Linked DNA regions of Anas platyrhynchos: region 2 is linked to region 1. A link is a contact called in public Hi-C data. All regions are on one chromosome and are shown on one strand. Each heading gives the region's core, a stretch centred on a gene start, on an enhancer-like site or on the middle of the called end of the contact. The rest is flanking DNA. Distances are from core to core; before and after follow the strand shown.

Region 1 (6,703 bases), core at 1,682-4,181:
ATATGAAAGCAAAACAAACACTCCAGTTCTGCTTCTATCAGTACTGTTAGCAGCTATGAAGCTTTGGTTCACTCTGTGCTGTTTCTACTTAAGTCAGCCACTAGTTTTTCTTCTCTTCCTATATAGATACAGAAACAGTCTGGTGATTAACAGTGAAACAAGCTGTCAAGCTATAGAAGGAGGCCTGAATATGAAGTCAGGAAGCCCAGCAGAAGTTGCAGTGGCTCACAGAACACTTTAACATCAACAGCACAACTGATTTGCAAGAGACTTGAGAAAAGATGCAGGCACTGGTAGCCTCAGGAAAGCTTCCTGAGATTTCTGAACCTAGGAAATAGCACTACGGGGAGTTTTTGGAACCCAAGAGCTGCATGGATCAAGTTCTACTGAATCTGGTGATAAGATAAAGAACATGACTTACTAGCTGCTATGTGAGCTCTTATGGATTCTGCATTTAAAGGATTTAATGTCGAGACTGATAGAAACTATTACACCTGTTTTTGTCAACAGTCTTTTTTATGTTTAAGATCAAAGACAGAAAATTAAGAGATCGGAAAGAATTCACTGTACGTCATACGGATTCAGGCAGAAATCCGTCTTCTGTTATACTCACAAAAAGCCTACAGTCAACATGTATGAGCAGTGATTTTCTCTCATGCCATATTGGACTTAAATTTTTTTTCTTTGTTCCTACGCCCCCGATGGCACTTGCATTATTCAAAGCACGCAGCAACGTATTCCACAGGAACCAAAGGCAGTGCTTTCAACTTTCAGGATGAGTCCAGATTTTAAATCTATTTCTACAAGCTGTAAACGAAACTGTTTCTTCACTATTCTGAGTGCCCAGTACAACTCTCTTTAATATTATATAAGTATTATTCACTTTATCAATATGGACATTAAGCAGAAAAATATGATTCAACAGCTTAAACAAGAACTTCTCCCACCAAAAATACACAAGGTACATGCAGCACATACCCAGCCCTCCCTTCATCCCCAGTAATACACGCTTGCTCACAACAGTGACTATGAAATGGAACTAACCAGGTTTGCAACATAATCCAGAACTATTTGGTCAATCTTCTTTTTTCCTACATACTGTAGATGTCTCATGAGGTGATCCTTTAGCTGAGCAACCATCTAGAAAAAGAAGCCAACAGTTCAGTGTGCTTGTGGTCTCTGAAAAGGATGCAAAAGCCCCACAAGATGCAGGCTTGATCAACAGGCTTTAGTACAACTTTCTCCCCACTACAAAATTTCGGTTCAGATTGAGACCCCAAACTACCACACAATCTTGGCGAAGTCAACAGCAGATCTGAATATTCAAAATAGTTACTTGGCATAAATTCAGCCAAATGAGTGCTACATTATACTGTCAACAACGTTGAATAGAAAAATCTTACAGGTCTTAAATCTCTCTGGGTCAAACCAAGTGAGACTGCAGGTGAAGGAAGGATTTTAACGCCGATTTTTGAGAACACAAGTAGTTATTACATCAAATAAACCCAAAGGATTTTATAATACAGAAAGTTAGCACAAGTCCAATTTGTGCTAGTAGCCAAGAACCTGAGAATCTGAGTAATGGCAATTTCAGGTAAATATTCATTGTGATGTTTTTAAAATCAGGTGCTTGTTATCATACAGGCCATACCACTACCTACACTCTCTCCTTTCTGAAATATTCTGTGACCTCTTGTAGCTTGTTTGTTACTTGGCCCACCCTGGTACCTTTGCCAAGAAGAAGCAAAGCTCACAGAAAAGCCAAAGCAAATAAAATCTCTGGTTTTAGTAGTTTATAAATTGATTAATTTCCACTTAAAAGACATGGCAGAAATACAGTGGTAGGAAAGCACAGACAAAAGACAATGATGATCTACTTTTCTGGATCTGTCTGAAGAATCTCAGGGAAAAAAAGTGTAGAGAAATTTCAGAGGACATGATGCAGCACTTAGAAACAAGACAGCACAACTGCAAAGAGTGAGAACTTGCCTTAGATTTGAACAGACAGGACAGTGTTGATACACTCCTCACAGATGCAGTGCTGAGACCTTCCAATGCAAGCTGAAGAGTATTATTTGGATCTGACAGCAAGAGAATGAGAGATAAGAGAAGATATGGATTTAGGTAGATGAAGAACAAGTAGGGAATTAAGACAGGACTTACTATCCAGAAGCATAAAGATGGTAGATTCTTAGGAGAGATCCTCAGGAGAGAAAAAAGCAAAAGAAGAAGCGGCCTCAGAATGGCCACAGCTGTCCTAGCAGGAAGGTAGTGTCACAGCTTTGGCTAGGAGAGGGTTAACTTGTATATAGAAAGATGAGCTCTGATCGGGGTGGACTTGACCACTTGACACTACTGCACAGGTTATCCATCAATGCAAAACATGCACTGCAATCAAGCCAAGCACAGTTAAAGCCTCTTGGCCAAAAGGATACTCCAGGCTGCTGCACATAGTCCTGTAGGACAAGTTGCAGAAATTGATAAAGGAGAAAATGAGCAAGTGGCTGTGTTGTGCTTAGCTGCCTACTTCGTTAAATCACGACAGGTAGAAGGAAAAGGAGACAGTAAAAAAAATGTTAAATTGAGAAGCAAGAAAATCTGTCATTCTTTTGAGGGAAAGTGCAGGTGGGAAATTCACTCAAATGTATTTTAAGGATGTAAAGTAGCCCCAAAATAGCTGACAGATTAAGATGAAGTTCAAGGAGGACTGAATAAACTTCTAGCTAAAGAAAATTTGTACTGGGGAAAATCTCTTTGACAAATCAACTTTCCATTGCTGTTTTTCCCCTAAGCTTTATGATATCATGACCTATTAAGATGATATCGTGACATCATGACCATGAATTCCAGAACTTAGGAAATACTAAATGTGTCCCACAGCTACTCTGAATGAGTTTCCCCTCAGCCTGAGGATTTTACTCTTTACATTTGTTGAGGTTGGGCGTCCTCTAGTGCACACTGTAACAAAAGCACGTACCAGTCCCATTAGTAACTGCTGCTGGTAATCTTCTTCTTGAAAGAGAGGTACTAGCCTTTCCTCTGGAATGAACAGAACAAGAGTCATTCAGGGATGTGAAACTATAAAAACATCACAAAACTTCAACCAACTTCAAAAGCACTGAGAAACAAACATGAACAGAGGCTGTGGTTCTATCTACTTGCCTACAGAACTGAGTGACAGAATCAAGGACTGTGTACAAGAGAACTGAGGAATGGAAAATAACTCTTTACCTGCCATCCTTGCACTTAAACAATTAAAATCTCAAGTGTTCCTGACATAGGGAAATTAATTACGTCTGCATTCTCCACGCTGATTTTCACCAATCATAATTACTACTACCAAGGTTTCCTCTAGTTTAACAACTCATCTTAATGTCTCAAGCTCTTCAATGCTGGAAACACACAGAGCAATTTATTTTTAAGCCATCGACAGCCAGATTGAAATGTTCTAACTAACCGTACAGCTGAGGCCTACATCAACAAAAGTTTCACTTACCAGAATCCCAAGTGTCCAGATGAGAAAGCACCCTGTGGTTTGAAACAAAAATCAACTGGTTTTGCAACCATTACTCTAAAGGGTTTCGTAAGGATATTAAAAAGACGAAACAACCCTTTGCTCTTTCAAAGGCAGCTAAAGAAATCCAAAAAATGTACGTGTGACTATATTTAGTAAAGGTATTAGCATAAAGAGAACTGTACATCTGGTTTGCACAAGAAAAACTTCTGTTTACCATAAATTACCTGGCTCTACAGGCCTGGATATTTCATATCATGCTGTAGTGATTACAAGGATTGCCATAATTGATTTTCAGACAGATACTCTTCTTTAGAGCAAAATATCCAATTATTTACCTGATTGGTTATTTAAACAATCCTTTAAATCATTTAAATCCTTCAACATACTTGAACAAAGTAACAAAGGGTAAATGTAATAGAAAATGGTACCTACTTTTTGGCATTTTCAAAAATATTTCTCAAATATGTTGTGGTTCTTCTCTCTTCTTTCTGCTTTATAAAGAAATAAAAATCCCAAAATGAATAAAGCAGAATGCCAATAATGTTTCCAGATAAAACATATGAGAAATGAAATTGGCTTTCACTTTGGATTGAAATAATGCTCAGTGAGGCTTCAAACCACCTCCCAACTCCCCACGCCTGCAGACACAAACATCTATCCTATGTGACAATACAGGTACATGCAAACTCTGTTTTTATTTAGTTTCTAGCATTATTTGTCAAGAATAAGACTTACAGGCAATCACCTCATAAATAAATAATTGCAAATCTTTGCCCTTCTCATAATCTGATTCCCACTTCTTTTCCCAGTAACAAAAAACCTAACCCTTCCACGTTTGGCTTTAAAACATCCACTTCAGTGGCAGCTCTGGAGACTCTTTCAGGGCACATGCATTTACCTCTTCTGAAAGGTTTTGCCATTCCCTCCTGAGCACATTACTGTGGTAGTGCAAGTGTGGCTCTGCATACTTCACACTCTCCAAGTTTGAGTTGAGTTTCTCCCAGAAGCCTTTAGAGTTCTGGAACTGCAAAGCATTGCAGGGAAAACATGAAAACAGGCTGCATCATTATAGAAATACCTATCTCATTAAAGAATTTGAGAGAACTGTGACAAATGTAGCTTCATAGTAAACAAAGTGAAAAAGGTTAAAAAAAAAAATCAGCTCCACTATTTTTTTCCAATAATTTTATTTCCTTAATTTGATGGCAGGGGTAGCACTTACCTAAACTTGAACTCAAGATTTGGTGCCTGTAATGCAGATACTTAGCCACCTTAGAATCCTACGAAGCCACTGCAAAGATGCAGGGACTTCCAGGTCATAACCTGAACTGCTTCTGCTGGGAAGAACTACACCTCAAACTACACTGGCTATACTATCTAGAGTTCCACTTGACTGTACGAGGATCCTTTAAGAGGAGCCTTAGGCAGCTAATTCAGATGTGAGAGCTCACCTTTGGCCAAATAAATCCCACCCTGGGTTTCCGTTAGTTCCAAACAGAAAAACAACACCACGACCCTGGCATCTGGAGGCTTCCACTACTTTCAATCTGCTTAAATACTTCCATTGCAAACACTCATTTGCCAGCCTCAAGTAACAGCACCTCATCCCCAGAAAAGAAACAAGATCCATACGTCTCCATAGCAATTCCAAAGCCTTTGACTCTAATGCTGAAATTAATTTAAACTCAACTGTGAACAGGCAGGAGGAAAGAAAAAAAAAACAACTCAAACACACTGGTTTCCTGAGCTAGCTCTTGGACAGGGTATAAAGATTTGAGGCCTCTATTTATAAAGTGAGAGCAATGTGATCTTTGCTGAGGAAGAGGTGAGACGAAGGCACTTCTTTTTGGCAGATTTTGAAAAACAAGTGATGGCACTAACAGTTCTTGCCCCTGGTATATACATCTACCTTCCTAATACAGACATCACAGCAGTGACATTTGAAGGCAGAAAGTTTTTGGAATTGCACAGTTCACAATGTTCCTCTGGCTTGCTATACTGTGCTGGATTTTGCCCTCTTCCCCACTTTTCTACAATGACAATAACAAGAAAACCTCAGAAGCCCTTAAAAACCACTTCCTACTATAAACTACAATTTGCCAAGGAAAATAAAACGCAGAGACTCAATTCTGCTAGCCACTTCCCTCTTGCCACCAGTGCTGATTAGTGTTTTATTGTTGTAGATGCAGCAGAAAATGTACTTTTTGCTTCGTGTTACATAAGCAGCTGGAAAGTAGGAGTGCATATGGCACCATATGTTCACCCTGCTGGAGCCAACCACCAAGATCTACAAGCTAGCACTGCAGTACGTTGCCTGAATGCTACCAACGGGAAATCAGAGAAATACCAGGAATATAGTGTAAGGGTATCATCTAGTGACCACTTCATGCAATTGCGACAGCAACACCACAGCAAAATTGCATTCAGGCCATGGTGAATGTTGTTTGATGTGTGGTAGGAGGGGAAGCAAGACAGCAAGTTTCTTTAATATATTGAGTCTGTAACAGGAAGCGGTAGACTTCAGAATTAAAAGCAGACACCACTGAAAACCTGCACTGTATTACATCTCATTAAGAAGTCAAAAAGATCACTTGAATCTGTTATTTCCTGATGATCATCAGGCCAATGACAGGAAAGAAGAGACCCCTTTGTCTTAGGTGGTTATTTTGCTGACATTTTTGGAGAGTCAAATTCATATCTAAGTATGGACACCTAAAAGACACTGTGCTACCAGAAGTCAAAGTCAGGGCTTATAGTTTGCAATCCATAAGCAAGTGCCATAAAGCCTTTCATAAGAAGCTTTGCTTTAAATGAAGATGAAGACAGCTCTCTGCTATACCTGTGTGAAGGGCTGAAAGATGCCGATAACCTTTAAGAGGCACCTGTGCTCACCTGGGGAACCCTAGTGACATGGTCACCCAGCAGTGAAGGTGTGGAAAGCACCACATCACTAACCATGCAGCTGCACACACCATAAAACTTCACTTTTTGCCTCAGTGACTCAGCACAAGATGGATAGGCTGCTATCCATCTTTTCCTGTGCTGAGCTCCCTGGCAATAGCTTGCACTACACATCTTCACTCTTCTGGATTTCCTCCCATTTTCTTCCCTTCTTCCTCCTGCCCTTTTCTTCTCCCCTTCTGATCAAACCAACTGCCCCCCTTCAAATTTGGTTTCTGTGTTTAA
Region 2 (6,703 bases), core at 3,087-5,586, 90 kb before region 1:
TGTATCCGTTTTCCAGTACATTTACAAAAGAACAAAAAGCAGAAACAAGTATTCCCAGGATCCTGGGTTCTCCCCTCAGAAGTAGGATGAAAAAATCTTTAAGTGATAACATAATTTTATGATATTGGTGAGTCACAGCAGCTTTCAAGACCCAAACATGCCTTCAGCTTGCCTAGTTAAGTCTGAAAGAATCTACAGTATTTAAACAAAGATGAAAGTGATCTTATGGGCTTTACATAAGGCTCATGTGGAATAGTTAAGTTCTAACAAGGAGAGAGCTGGCACCAGAACAACCAGACAAAAAAAAAAAACAACCAAACAAAAATACACCACTGGCTTCTTAAATTGGCCTAGGCCTGGAATGCTTGAGGGGACAGAATTTTGGTATTCTACTCAGGGAAGCTTGGCCACTGCTTCAGACTTGATGGTTCTCCTACACGACTTTGCTGTTCCCTTCCCCAGGGTATAATACAGAAGAGCATTGGAACTGTCTGTTAAAGGAGGTTGTAGAGTCTTCATCCCTGGAGGTTTTCAAAACCTGGAACTAGAAAACTCCTGAGGCCCCTATCAAACGTGAATTACCCTATAATTATAACAATACATACCTACTAAAACTAAACAAAAGAACTACATAGGCAGAAAAGAAGGATGATTCTCAAATTCTGGTTATGCCAGACCTCATTTTGCTTTACCCAAGGAGTTAGTCAACATACACTAACAAGAACTAGCTGGTTCCAGGGTTAGTCAGCACATGCTGTTCTAGATGCCAAGTGGGATTCCCTTCACGTGATGAGCAGACTCACAACCTACAGTTATATGCCCACACCATCCCTGTCCAGGAATAAACAGCTAAGATGTATACAACCTGAAGTAAAATAAATAAAAAAATCTGCTAGATTTAAGAGCAATTCATCAGTATCTATCATCTGTGAAGGTAAAATGTGTCAGAGGATGGTCAGAGTGAGTAGGATATTGAAAGACTATGCACAGCACAAGACTAGCCACTGGAACAGAAACAGAGGGTCCTTCGGCAGTCAGCCCAGTAGGGTTAACTCCAGTTGCCTCTGGTTTAAGGTGTGTATTTAAACTTCTCATCCAGCACCTCCTGCAAATGTTCATCAGGTTCTGTGGAGTTTTAACCAACTTAAAGCTTCCTGGATAAGTTCCAACCTGAATTGCAAAAGCTGTTATGAAACGCTTTCACTTCTAAAAAGGAAACTAGCTAGAATACCGTAAGGACATTCACATCGACTTCTCAATTTCTTACAGTCTGGTGACAGAAAAATGCTGAGATAAAACAGTCTAAACAGAACAGGGCCAACACCCTCACGTGGGCAAGGAAGGCCAGAGAAAAGCCACAGTGTTCAGAGAGGAATGCTTACAGCATTGTTGGACTTCATGATCTTAAGGGCCTTTTCTAATCAAAGCATTCCTGTGATTTGGATTGTATGCTTGTTTGAGTCCAGATCCTTCTATGATACTATTTGTAGTCTGAGATGCATTTTCCAAGGAGTGAGATCTTGTGCACTGATGTTTAATGGACATTTCTTTCCTACCACAGGAAAAGGAACAACCCAAAAACAAGCTACTACTCAGAGATTCCAAAATACATGCCAGAGCTGAAGTGGAACCTTATGGGCAAATAGCTTCACTAAGTATAAAAAATATTTACATCAAGAGATTTATATCTGGATACGTCTAGATAAGAGCACAAAGAGACAATACTAACATTGTGCTAATTATGGTGTAACAATTACCAGGTAGTAGAAGGTGACTATAATCCACAGACTGCACACGGTACCCAAATTGTGTGATCTTATCCCAAAACTAAGTGGAATGACTTGCTTAAAAACCTATAAGCCAATAAAGCCAATCTCAAGAGTGTCAGGAGGAAGAAGACTGGGACTGTCTGCTGAGTTAGTTGATGTTCAATGTATAATAAGAATATAACCTCAAAACATGACAAAGGCTAAATGAATTATTTCTATTAGAATTCATTACTAAGGCCTTGAGGGAGGTTCTCCACATTCAAGCTCTTTATGAAGGCTGAGATTTTCCAGGCCTAAACACAATGAACTCTCTTCCAGCATCCCGCAAAAAAAGAGTAACAAGTATGAAGTAGCAAAATAGTCACTCAAATACCCTTTAGAAAACAAAGTATAAAATTGCTGTTAAAGGACTACAATAAACAGACAAGTGCTGTCAGAGAAGTGAAGGGTTATGAATGGAATGATAGGTTTTGTTTTGACTGTTTGTAATCCTGGGATGAAATCTATTAGTAAGCTACAGAGAGGCCAATGTCATCTTTGTACGTGCCAAGCAGGAAAAAGAAAACCAACCAGAAAAAGCCAAGAAAATAAGAACGTAGCAGATAGATAACTCTTAGGGAAGACTTGAATCTACAAGAAGGAACACTCCTGCCTCATGACACTACTACTGTTTGGTGAAAGAGGCAACGAATACACTGATAACATTTGATCTGCTCCCAAACAAACTTGGACTTTCAGAAGTCTTTGACAAAGTCCTGGATTGCTTTCTGACTTTTAACTATAAATTATGCATCATCTCCAACACTTTGGGAACTCAGAAATCAGTACGAATAGCAAGGTTGAAAACTTTTCACCAGTTAAATTATTCAGAATTATTAAAACTGTCAAATTGCAGAAGATCTTGGAACACTGCACACTTGTGCAAGAAAATAGCAGTTCAATGGACAGTACACCTCAGGGCATTCTTTGCCAAAAGGCATGGAGTTTGCCAGCAAGCTTTTACCATGGCGCTGTTCACACGTGTAAATGGGCAAGCATTTGGAAGAGAAATCCACTGAGTATCTGAGCTATACCAGGCCCAGAAGATGCCCAAGCTGAAAACAGCTGACAGCACGCTTGGCTGTTTGTCCTGTTCTTACTCTTCCTTCCCTGAGCATCCATTTATGCCTGCTGCTGGAGACAGGAGAGCAAGCTAGTTGGATTCATAGCATGAATCAGTATGGCTGTCCTAAATGAGACAAACCAGATATAAGTAAAAAGATGAAAGGCTCAGAATGCCTTTACTGTAGCAGTTAGGAAAAGCAGTAACCGAGAAAACATAACGCGGTGGTCCAAGAACCTCACAGATGACACACATTAAGTGTAAATTGGATGGGATTATTCACCACATCTCATAGCACAGCTGCAGCAGAGCATCAGAAGAAATAAAGCAGCAGGATGGGGGGTACAACATCAACCACCAAAACCCAGGCTCAACAGCTCCCTAAGCTCACCAAGGGGAATTATCCCAGCAAGCTCACCCTTTGCCATCCCTAAACTTATGGCCACCATCAGCACTTCGGTTGGGATGTCTGCTGTTACCAGCGGTGATGGTGGCCCTCAGGAAGGGTTTGTAGGTTGGTGTTTGTTGGTACCAGCGGCTGTGGTGGCTCCCAGAAGTGGTTTGTCTGTACGAGAAGCCTTGCCCAGCCTTTCCCCTTGTGGCAAAGCGATGATGTGCGCCTCGCACTAGGAAGAAGAGCTGCCCTTGGCATTTCATCTCTTATGCTACGGCTCCTTCCAGGTTATTTTAACCCCGAGAAGGGCCACGCAGCCACCCCCACCCTCAGGCTCCCCAAATACCCCGCAGGGGCACCCAGCACCCACCGAACTGAGCCGGCGCCCGGACCTCCACGGCGGCCCCGCTGCCCACTCCGTCGGCGGCGATGGCGGCGAGCTGCAGCTCCTCGTCGTAGCGCACCCGGACGCGCTCCGGGTCCCGCCTGTCGCCGCGGACGGTGACCAGCAGCCGGCGCTCGGAGCCGGGGCTCCTCCGCGGCTCCAGCGGCCGCACGCTCACCTCGCAGGGCAGCCGCACCCGCAGCCTCCCCCGCGGGCCGACCGCCAGCTCCCATTCCTTCAAGGGCTTGCGGGAGCCGCCGGGAGCGGCGGAGGAGCTGCTCCAGGCGCGGGGCCACCAGCGGCAGCCCGCCCGCAGCGCCCTCATGGCGGAGCCCCCCCCTTCCTCCTCCCCCTCCTCCTCCTCCACTGTCCCTTCCCCGCCAAGGTCACGTGATGCCAAGAGAGCCTCCATCGCGGAGGCTCCTGGGAGTCGTAGTTCGCCGGAACTACCCGGGTGTTCCCATTGGGCGGCGGGGGGGGAAAGGGGCGGGAGGGGAGGGCTCGCCTTCGGTCGCTATTGGGCGGCGCTGGAGCCAATGGGAAGGGAGGGGAGGGGGGGAGGCGGGCTCGCGTTGCCATGGGGACGGGGACGCGGCGGGAGGGGCGGGGCGGGGAGCGCAGGTGAGGCGGGGGGGGGGTGGGGGGGGCTGCGGCCGCCTCAGGGGTTGGGGGGGGGGGGCACCACATTTGTCGAGCCCTCCATAAATAAATCACCTTAAAAACAACGGTTCTCTGCGGCTTGTAGATGAGGGGGGAGCCCCTGGGTTCAGCTAAAAGCTTTCTGTGCTCCCCCCAGCCCGCGGTGCTGTTGTACAGGGTTTTTTTTAAATAAAGGGAGGTCTGGGGAGTTCTGTGGGGTCAGGGCTGGGCCGTGCCCCCGAGCACTGAGGGGGGGCACAGAAAGAGGCTGCCACACCACAACAGCTAATGAAACCCGGGGATGTCTGTTGGGCCCTCCCTTTTACACCCCATGGGGCCATTTTGTGTGTGGGGGGTGTTTTTCCCCCCAAATAACCCTACAAGCCACCCAATAGGGCATGTGCTCACCCAGCTCCTTCTGTCCCGTTGCCCTCACGTCTGTCTCTGTCTCTATCTCACAGGTTGCGTATTTGTGAGCCCAAGGGGAGGAAGGCGGCCCTGGCGCTCCTTGTCCGGCGGTCATTTCCTCAGTGGAAGGCTCGGTAAGGCCTCGTGCTGACCGGCAGAGCTCTCCGCTTCACTCACTGCTTTGCTTTGCATTGCTCAGCCTCAAGAATCATCAAATGAAACCCAAAAAGGGCCTGTCTGCTGTACGCTGGCTCAGTGCGGAGGAATGGGATTCTGGAGAGTGAAAAATGAACCATGAAATACCTTGGGATGAGACGAGGGATAGACGTGAATTTTTCCAGGTCTTTAGAAATAGTTGATTTTTGAAATACACATATACATACATAAATATATATATATATATATATATATTAAGGATTTTTTGCTGTTGAGCCCGAATACTGAATCTACCTGTTCGCTGCACAAGCTGCTGAGGCAGCAGCAGTGAGCCAGCAGTGCAAGGTGCTACAAGGCTCTGCAAAGCTCTGCCAGGCACTACAAGGCTCTGCAAAGCTCTGCAATACACTACAAGGCTTTGCAAGGCTCTACAATACACTACAAGGCTCTACAAAACTGCAAGGCACTACAAGGCTTTGCAAGGCTCTACAAGGCGCTGACAAGGCGCTGCCGCCGGGTGGCAGCCGGCCCCGCGAGTCCCCTTCGCTGCCGCGGGGACCAGAAGAGTTCAAAACCCTGGCTAAGTGCAGCGCAGTTTTGTTCTGCCTTCCTTTTTTTTTTTTTTTTTTTTTTCCTCCTTCTCTGCATTAGATACATGCTAGGTACCTAAACGTCCTTCAAAATGTATTTATAAATACTGAAAAAAAATAAAACACCCTGAAAAAGAGGAACTGCTAGGAAGAGTTCTTTCTTCATATAAACTAAACTTAAGGTTTTTAAAGTTTTACTTATGCCGTCTATATTTTGGCTATAATGTTGATTCAGTTTTATTTTCATGCTCTTGATTGATTTCCAGTTGATTATACCCTGTAGGGGTATTCTTGCTGATGTTATGCTTGTTCTGAGTTTCCTACCTGCAAGAACACTTCATGTTAATCATAGAATCATAGAATATCCAAGTTGGAAGGGATCCAAAAGGACCATCGAGTCCAACTCCTAGGTCCCCAAAGGAACACTCAAAAAAAAAAAAAAAATGAAGTTAACAGATCAAGTTAACAGAAAGTGTTTGAGCAAAGTTTACCACACACAGGGCTAGCTGCTTATCAGTGTTCCTTCACATAAAGCTTAAGAATTTTAGTGTCAGGATATAGTTGTTTTGTTTTGTTTTAAAGTTTATTAAAAATTCCTATGCAATTCTACTGTGAAATGTTTTTATGACTTTTTTTTTTTAATCCATTTGTCATAGCTGGCAATTTAGATTTCTCAGCATCTTTCTGAACTCCTTCCCTGAAGTTTCTTATTTCTTAATAAGTCATCTGTTGGGCTTGGTGGGTAGGCAAAGCTTTTTTGTTTGTTTTCCTCTGTAATCTAGTGGGTGTGTAGTGATGGTAACAGTTTCTGCTCAGGGGTGGCAAAGAGAGGCTGTCTCTGGAACACACAGGGGTTTGGATTTCAGGGTTGTTTTTTTGTTTGTCACACTACCAGATATTTTCTGAGGAAAGTAAGTTCCGCATGGAAACCAAGTGAAAAGGGAAGTGACAAACCTCACCATTCAAGTCCTCCTTATCTTAGCCATATCTAACTCCAGCAGCTAACGTCTGTGGGGGGCTCAGGGTGATTCCATCTCAAACAGCAGGGAGTTGAAAACAAACAGAAACAAGGGTATTCACAACAGAAATCGTTAAGCAATTTAGGTACGCAGGGTGCTGCCATTTCCCCAAAATAGTTGTCTATGGAACTGTACAGTCTAATCACTCTGAATTACACAGGTATAATACCCTATTGTATACTATGTAGTTTTAATTTCAGCTATCACTTAATGTTGACATAGCTTTGTGTTTTAAGGGCTC

The links. Hi-C and Micro-C count contacts between places; a contact is called where the count stands out from the background.
Region 2: a Hi-C map of F1 follicle shows a contact between it and region 1, with 4 times the contacts expected there. The contact joins the promoter of CCDC146 here to the enhancer-like site in region 1. A contact is called at or near these places in 7 of 8 Hi-C or Micro-C datasets (F1 follicle, F5 follicle, liver and 3 more).

The regions. Positions count from the first base shown.
Region 1 is chr1:12,977,604-12,984,306 of IASCAAS_PekinDuck_T2T, reverse strand. It overlaps GSAP (gamma-secretase activating protein), which reads right to left. Exons shown (of 31, transcript XM_072030397.1): 20 at 4,416-4,541; 21 at 3,950-4,005; 22 at 3,497-3,528; 23 at 2,978-3,039; 24 at 1,045-1,140. Among named protein-coding and RNA genes, the nearest start is that of GSAP, 32 kb to the right of the region's middle. Within about 2 kb of position 2,931, at least 2 of the 8 cell types and tissues checked have an H3K27ac peak or open chromatin away from gene starts, as enhancers often do. A contact at or near this core is called in F1 follicle and subcutaneous adipose tissue, where this site is marked.
Region 2 is chr1:13,069,015-13,075,717 of IASCAAS_PekinDuck_T2T, reverse strand. It overlaps CCDC146 (coiled-coil domain containing 146), which reads left to right and starts at 4,336. Exons shown (of 19, transcript XM_072030220.1): 1 at 4,336-4,831. The coding sequence starts at 4,591. FAM185A (family with sequence similarity 185 member A) reads right to left here and starts at 4,017. Exons shown (of 7, transcript XM_027459614.3): 1 at 3,636-4,017. The coding sequence starts at 3,975.